2 separate regions of the Callithrix jacchus genome follow, and region 2 is linked to region 1. A link is a contact called in public Hi-C data. All regions are on one chromosome and are shown on one strand. The core of a region is the stretch at or near the end of the contact, and the rest is flanking DNA. Distances in the headings are between cores, read along the strand shown.

Region 1 (3,740 bases), core at 383-2,882:
GAGGTCAAGAGATCGAGACCATCCTGGTCAACATGGTGGAACCCCGTCTCTACTAAAAATACAAAAATTAGCTGGGCATGGTGGCGCACGCCTGTAGTCCCAGCTACTCAGGAGGCTGAGGCAGGAGAATTGCTCAGAGGTTGTGGTGAGCCGAGATCGCGCCATTGCACTCCAGCCTGCATAACAAGAGTGAAACTCTGTCTCAAAAAAAAAGTAGAAAAGAAAAGAGAAAATTTATTTTTTGAGACAGTGTCTCACTCTGCTGCCCAAGCTGAAGTACACTGGCAAGATCACAGCTCACTGCGATCTCCACCTCCTGGGCTCGAACGATTCTTCCCCCTCAGCCTCCCAAGTAGCTGGGACTGTAGGTGTGTGTTACCTCGATACGCAATGTTAAACATTTTTTCATAGGTATGTAGAGATGGGTCTCACTCTATCGCCCAGGCTGGTCTTGAACTCCTGGATTCAAGCAATTCTCCCACCTCAGCCTCCCAAAGTGCTGGGATTATAGGCGTGAGCAGCTGTGTCTGGCCCACTTCCTCTTTTTTCTTGGAACCGTTTTACTGAGATATAATTGACATAGCAGAAATTTCACCATCACCCATGTCAGGAATTCAGTGGCTTTCAGTATACGTTCAGTTGCACGACTGCAATTATTTTAAAACATTGAATCACCCCAAAAAGAAACTTATACCCACTAACATTCACTCCCATCTGCCCTCTCTCAGCTCCTGCCAATCACCATTAGATTTTCTGTTTCTATGAATTTGACTACTCTGGGTATCTTACATACAGTGGAATCATATATTTGTCCTTTCCTGCCTGGCGTATTTCACTTAGCATGGTGTCTTCAAGTTTCATCCATGTTGTATCCTGTCTCAGAACTTCATTCTTTTTAACGCCTGAATAAGATTCCATTGCACGGATATACTACATTTTGTTTATCTGCTCATCAGGAGACTGACATTAGGGTTGTTTCCACTTTTGGCTATTATGAGCGATGCTGCTACAAACAGCCCTGCATAGGTTTTTGTGTGGATGGATGACTTCCGTTCTCCCGGGCATGGAATGGAGCCGCTGGGTCACATAGTAACTATATTTTGAGGAACTGCCAAACTGTCTTCCACAGTGACTGCAGCATTTTACATTCCAAGCACTTCCTTTTATAACCCTCAAACAGGAGTTAACTTTATTGGTCCCAGGCCCCTTTGAGAATTTGATTAAAGCCTCCCTTCTGCCCCCAAGGGTATAGACCCACACTCCCAGCCCAGATACGGAGCCCCGAATAGCCTTGAGCTCAGGAAACTGCTGAGAGCAGCCCTCCTTCCCTTCCTCTCCGACAATTGCCTATTGGCTCAATCTCGAACGTTTCAATCTCTGGCGTCGTCTGAGGTTTCACAGCTGCCCAGGCTTTCCTGGAATAACGTCCCTGGAAAGACTCAGCTGGCAGAAAGAATCCCCCGAAAGCCCCCCAGGCGCACCCGCGACACTGTCTCCTTTCTCAGCCACTCCTCTCTCTCTCCTCTCAGCCCGGACCTCTGCCTCTCTCCGAGCCTTTTTTCTGCCTCCGCCTGGCTCTGCCCATCTTCACCGGTCTCCCCATCCGTGGTCGGCAGAATAGGGCCCTGGAGAGATCCACGTCCTCACCCCGGAACCTAAGAATGTGCTCAGTTACATGGCAAGGGGAAGTGAAGGCTGCTACAGCTGATCCTAAAGAGGTGCTCAGGATTACCCAGGTGGGCCTGATGTCATCATGAGAGTCCTTAAAAGCAGAAGAGGAAGGCGGAGGAGAGTCAGAGGCACCCCGTGCGGGAGGAAGGGGCCACAGCCGGGGACGCCGGGTGGCCGCGAGAAACCGGAAAAGGTGAGGAAGCGCGTGCGCCCCTACAGCTTCCAGAAGGAAACGCAGCCCCGCCGGGGTCGGGCTGGATTTTAGGTCAGGGAGCCCTGTCAGACGTCTGACTGCAAAACTATCAGATCAGACATTCAGGTTTGAAGCCCTGTCTGTGGTAATCCGTTATAGCCCCCGCAGGAAACGAACGGACGACTCCTGTGGGCTCCGTCTCTGATAGTCACTCCAGGGCGCGGCATTTCACACCGGCTTTCGTGCGTGTCCCCCCCCCCCCCGCCCCGAGCGAGCTCCAGGGGGCCGGGGGCTTTGTGGTGCTCCCTGCTGTGTGTCCTGAGCAGAGTCTGGCACAGGATGGCCTCCCGGTAAATGTTTGTTAAGGGGAGGAGGGCCCCGGCGTGGTGGTTCGCGCCTGTCATCCCAGCACTTGCTCACTTGAGGTCAGCCTGGGCAATGTGGCAAAACCCCATCTCTACAAAAAATTAGCCGGGCGTGGTAGCACACCTGCAGTTCCAGCTATTCGGGAAGCCGAAACAGGAGGATCGTTTGAGCCTGGGAAGCAGAGGTTGCAGTGAGCCAAGAAAGCGCCACGAAAGCGCCACTGCACTCCAGCCTGGGGGACAGAGTGAGGACCCTGTCTCAACAAAGAAAAAAATTACAACGTTTTCTTCATAACCACAATGCCATTATCACATATAACAAAATTAATAACAATTCCTTAATATCATCTAATACCTAGTCCTTAACCAAATAATCCCTGATTGTCTCAAAAATGACGTTCTGGTTTTTTTTTTGTTTGTTTTGTTTTCAATCAAGAACAAGGTTTATACACTCCATTTGATTATTAGGCTTCTTTTTTTTTTTTTTTTAAGATGTGGTTTCACCATGATGGCCAGGCTGGTTTTGAACTGACCTCAGGTGATCCACCCACCTCAGCCTCCCAAAGTGCTAGGATCACAGGTGTGAGCCACCGCACCTGGCTGATTATTATGCTTCATAATGATCTTAGCAAATACAAACACCCCCAGCCCTCACCCTTATAGTCATTGGGTTGTTGAAGAGACTGGGTAAATTTTCCAGTAAAATTTCGCATGTTCTGGATCTGTTTGTTATTATTATTTTTTTGGTGCTATTGAATACGTTCCTCTATATATGGATGTTGGCCCAGAGGCTTGGTTTATTCAGGTTCCACTTCTAGGCAAGAAGATTTTCTAGGTGGTGTTTTATGCTGCACACTGCATTCAGGAGATGCAAAATATCTGGTTGTCAGGCCGGGCGCGGTGCCTCAAGCCTGTAATCCCAGCACTTTGGGAGGCTGAGGCGGGTGGATCATGAGGTCAAGAGATCGAGACCATCCTGATCAACATGGTGAAACCCCGTCTCTACTAAAAACACAAAAAATTAGCTGGGCCTGGTGGCGCGTGCCTGTAATCCCAGCTACTCAGGAGGCTGAGGCAGGAGAATTGCCTGAATCCAGGAGGCGGAGGTTGCAGTGAGCCGAGATTGCACGGTTGCACTCCAGCCTGGGTAATGAGAGCAAAACTCCGTCTCAAAAAAAAAAAAAAAAAAAAATCTGGTTGTCTTTTAGTGATTCTAAAATTGAATAGGGGCTACAGGTGCTGATAACCCGATCCCTCTAAGTTTCACTCTTCTTGCCCAGGCTGGAGTGCAATGGCGTGATCTCGGCTCACTGCAACCTCCACCTCCCAGGTTCAAGTAATTCTCTTGCCTCAGCCTTCTGAGTAGCTGGGATTACAGGTGTCAACCACCATGCCTGGCCCCTCATCAACCTTTTTTTTTTTTTTTTTGGCGTGGGAGGAGGGGAAACAGTCTGTGTGTTGCCCAGGCTGCAGTGCAGTGGCTATTCATAGGCACAATCATAGTTCTCTAC
Region 2 (3,740 bases), core at 904-3,403, 210 kb before region 1:
AATATGGTGAAACCCTGTCTCTACTAAAAATACAGAAAGTAGCTGGGTGTGGTGGCATGTACACCTGTAGAGCCAGCTACTTCGGAGGCTAAGGCAGGAGAATCACTTGAACCCGAGAGGCAGAGGTTGCAGTGAGCCAAGATTGAGCCACTCCAGCCTGGGCAACAAAGCAAGACTCTGCCTCAAACCACACACACGACCAGGCACAGTGGCTCATGCCTATAATCTCAGCACTTTGGGAGGCCAAGGCACGTTATCACCTGAGGTCAGTTCAAAGACCAGTTTAAAAAAACCAGGCCGGGCAAGGTGGCTCTTGCCTATAATCCCAGCACTTTGGGAGGCCGAGGCAGCCACATCACGAGGTCAAGAGATAGAGACCATCCTGGCCAACATGGTGAAAACCCATCTCTACTAAAATACAAAAAATAGCTGGGCATGGTGGCATGTGCCTGCAGTCCCAGCTACTCCAGAGGCTGAGGCAGAATTGCTTGACCAGGGAGGTAGAGGTTGCGGTGCCAGGCGAGAGAGGGAGACTGTCTCAACAAAATTTTTTTACCCAATGAGCCTAGGTGGTTTAAAACGCCCCCAAACGGATTTTTAAAGTAATTGGCCACTTACTTGCCCAAACTGACTCTAATCTTCTCTTTCCGGTTGCCCTGAATACTTGAGACAGGATCCTAACAGTTAAACAAGACAATAAACAGGATTTATCCAAAATGTGTTTATTAAGATAGTTTCCCACTCATCTTGATTCAGAGTGCTTTTAGTGCTGCTTCCTCCTGAAAGAACATCCTGGAGGAAAAAGGTTCAGAGATTAGCTGATGACAGCCCAGGTATTCTGCCCACCTCCCCCACGAAACAAGCAGATGCCAGGAGATCCACCCACAGAAAGCTACATCTTTATTTTTCTGAAGTTTTAGCTACAGAATCATTTATATCATTTGGGTCACTTCATATCAACTTGAGCCCTTTTACTGCCCATTGACCCCAGCTTTAGACAGTAGTGCTTTGAGATTAGTATGTAGTTTTTGGTAGTATCTACTTAAAGAAAAAAACCATCAAATCCAACACTTCTTGTCTGAAAGTTTACATTATACATAATCTTTGTCACTCTAAGATTGAAATATCCAAAGGAAAAAAAAAAAAACGAAAATTGAAAGATCCTGAGAAGTGTTTTCATTTCTATAAAGCAAAAACTCAAACAAAACAAAAAAGAAAAACAAAGCCCCAAATCACATTAGTAAACCATTTACCTTCTGTAAGCCTTGCTTTTCCTCCTGTAGGCTGGCAGAGGACAGTGGAGCAACCAACACACAAAACTACCGTTTGTGCATGGCTGAAGACCGTGGTGATTTTATAGCATCCTAAAAAAAAAACAGATTAACATTTTCTTCCTCTACTACACCCGTATCTTTCCGGCATTTATGCCCAACTCCATTACTGTTTCCCAACACAAAAAAAGATAGGGATTGGATGTGAAACGTGATGGGGGATCACGCTGAAATGAATCACTCCTCCTAAGATGCAAAACGTTGCCAGTCTCATACATCCTAATTTTAAGAGTATCAGGAAAAATTTTTCACAGGCGAAGAAACTGAAGCTGCTGGACAGCTTCACGAATACGACACAGCTCACTCAACTTTTTCCAAGTGTTGAGGTCCAGTGCTTTCCCCACTACAGCAAGCCGTCTCCTCACCTGGGCATTTCACATCCATGAAGTAGGAATTGGGGCTTTGCACCAGGCGTTTCTTCTTGTGTTTCCTCTTCTCCTCTTCTGGAGACGGATGAAGGAGATCCTTTGCTAGCTAAGAAGGACAGAAATGCAGAGATTTAGAAACCAACGGCGAAAATGGGATGCTCGAAAACAGCCCCGACTGTCACACACCGGGGAGAGCTCGCCCCTCGCCGCCCCTGATGTCTGCGCAGCTGGGCCGCCATCTTATCTCCTCTCCGCTCCCGTCTATGCGGGTGGCCCGTGGACCGCTGCGGTCCCTGGAGTTAATGTCCTAAGTGCAGAGGGCAAATGAGGACCCTCTGCGATCCGAAATCAGCGGGAGGGGAGCGTGCGAACAGAAGAGCGAGATCTCCGCCGAAACCTGGACCAAAGCACTCACAGGCATGTTCTCGTGCGTAGATCGTCACCGCCGGAAAGGAGCGAAAGCGGAAATCCTGCCCCTTATATTGGACACACTACAGGAAATGACGCAAGACTCTTGTGCCGCCATGTTTGGAAGGTCCTACTTGGCTCTGCCGCGGTGAGGAGACAAGGGAGCTGTCATTTTCGGAAGGTCTTTAACTGATGGTTGTGACACAGATGCGTCACCATGCTGAGAGCGCTACCTTGCTATCCTGAGGTCAGCGTTTGATCACTATCAAGGGATAAATGGACACTTTTAAAATTTTGTGCCATATCTTGACAATTGAAGCCTAATAGGAAAGTGAGGAAAACACCAAGGAGAAGGAACCATATCCCAGAGTTACGTACTTTTTTTTTCTTTTTTTTTTTTTTTTTGAGACAGTTTCACTCTGTCACCAGGCGCCAGGCTGGAGAGCAGTGGCGCGACCTCGGCTCACTGCAGTCTCGCCTCCCAGGTTCAAGCAATTCTCCTGCCTCAGCCTCCCGAGTAGCTGGAACTAGAGGCGCGCGCCACCTCGCCCAGCTAATTTTTTGTATTTTTTAGTAGAGACGAGGTTTCACCATGTTGGCCTGGATGATCTCGATCTCTTGACATCGTGAACCGGCCTCGGCTTCCCAAACTGCTGGGATTACAGGGGTGAGCCACCGCACCCGGCCTATTAAAAAATGTATTTATTTATTTATGAGACACAGTCTCCCTCTATCGCCCAGGCTGGAGTCAGTGGTGCGATCTTGGCTCACTGCACCACCTAGCTTCTGTACTATTTTTTAATTACCGATATTATTTTTTTTTCTTTCTTTTTCAGAGGCCAGTGCAGTGTTCAGAATTTACTTATATTCCTAACTCTTTTTCTGTTGTTTTAATTTACCCATATTTAACAACAGGCGCGGTGGGTCACGCCTGTTATCCCAGCACTTTGGGAGGCCTAGGAGGGTGGATCACTTGAGGTCAGGAGTTCGAGACCAGCCTGGCCAACGTGGTGAAACCCGTCTCTACTAAAAATACAAATATTAACCGGCCGTGTGTTGAAAAACGCGCGCTTTGAATGAAGAAACCTTCCAAACAGGCTTTGTGTGAGCAACATGGCTGTTTATTCACCTGGGTGCAGGTGGGCTAAGGCCAAAAAGGGCATTAGCAAAGGGCGGTTGGATAGGAGTTGGTTTTATAGGTTTGGGTAGTTTCTTGGGGGGCAGGGGTGTTGCAGAGTAAGTTCAGTTACAGTGTTTGGGCGGTAGGGGCAAGGACAAGTATACATGACCACAAGTTCAGTTACAATGGCAGGGTTGGGTGAGAGGTATTTACATTATCATGAGAACAGATAAGATGGCAGGGTTGGGTGAGGGGCTTGTGGGGAAGCTCCGCTGCTGGGCAATTAGGGACAATAGCGAGGTAGGGGGAGGGATGGGGGGTATGGGAGACATCAGCTGAGGCAAGCAGAACTTCAGACTTTCAGGCTCCAGGCTTGCATATGGAGACCTGACAGCATGGTGGCAGGCACCTGTAATCTCAGCTACTTGGGAGGCTGAGGCAGGAGAATCGCTTGAATCGCAGTGGAAGAGCTTGCAGTGAGCTGAGACCATGCCATTGCACTCCAGCCTCGGC

Evidence for each region. Hi-C and Micro-C count contacts between places; a contact is called where the count stands out from the background.
Region 2: a contact with region 1 is called in a Hi-C map of skeletal muscle, with 4 times the contacts expected there. The contact joins the promoter of RPS27 here to the enhancer-like site in region 1. A contact is called at or near these places in 3 of 3 Hi-C or Micro-C datasets (induced pluripotent stem cells and skeletal muscle).

Annotation. Positions count from the first base shown.
Region 1 is chr18:14,211,838-14,215,577 of calJac240_pri, reverse strand. No RefSeq gene overlaps it. Among named protein-coding and RNA genes, the nearest start is that of SLC27A3, 17 kb to the right of the region's middle. Within about 2 kb of position 1,632, at least 16 of the 16 cell types and tissues checked have an H3K27ac peak or open chromatin away from gene starts, as enhancers often do. A contact at or near this core is called in skeletal muscle, where this site is marked.
Region 2 is chr18:14,420,646-14,424,385 of calJac240_pri, reverse strand. It overlaps RPS27 (ribosomal protein S27), which reads right to left and starts at 2,153. Exons shown (of 4, transcript XM_078355792.1): 1 at 1,886-2,153; 2 at 1,697-1,805; 3 at 1,254-1,364; 4 at 707-792. The coding sequence starts at 1,715. The coding sequence ends at 764. It overlaps RAB13 (RAB13, member RAS oncogene family), which reads left to right and starts at 2,205. Exons shown (of 8, transcript XM_035279951.2): 1 at 2,205-2,354.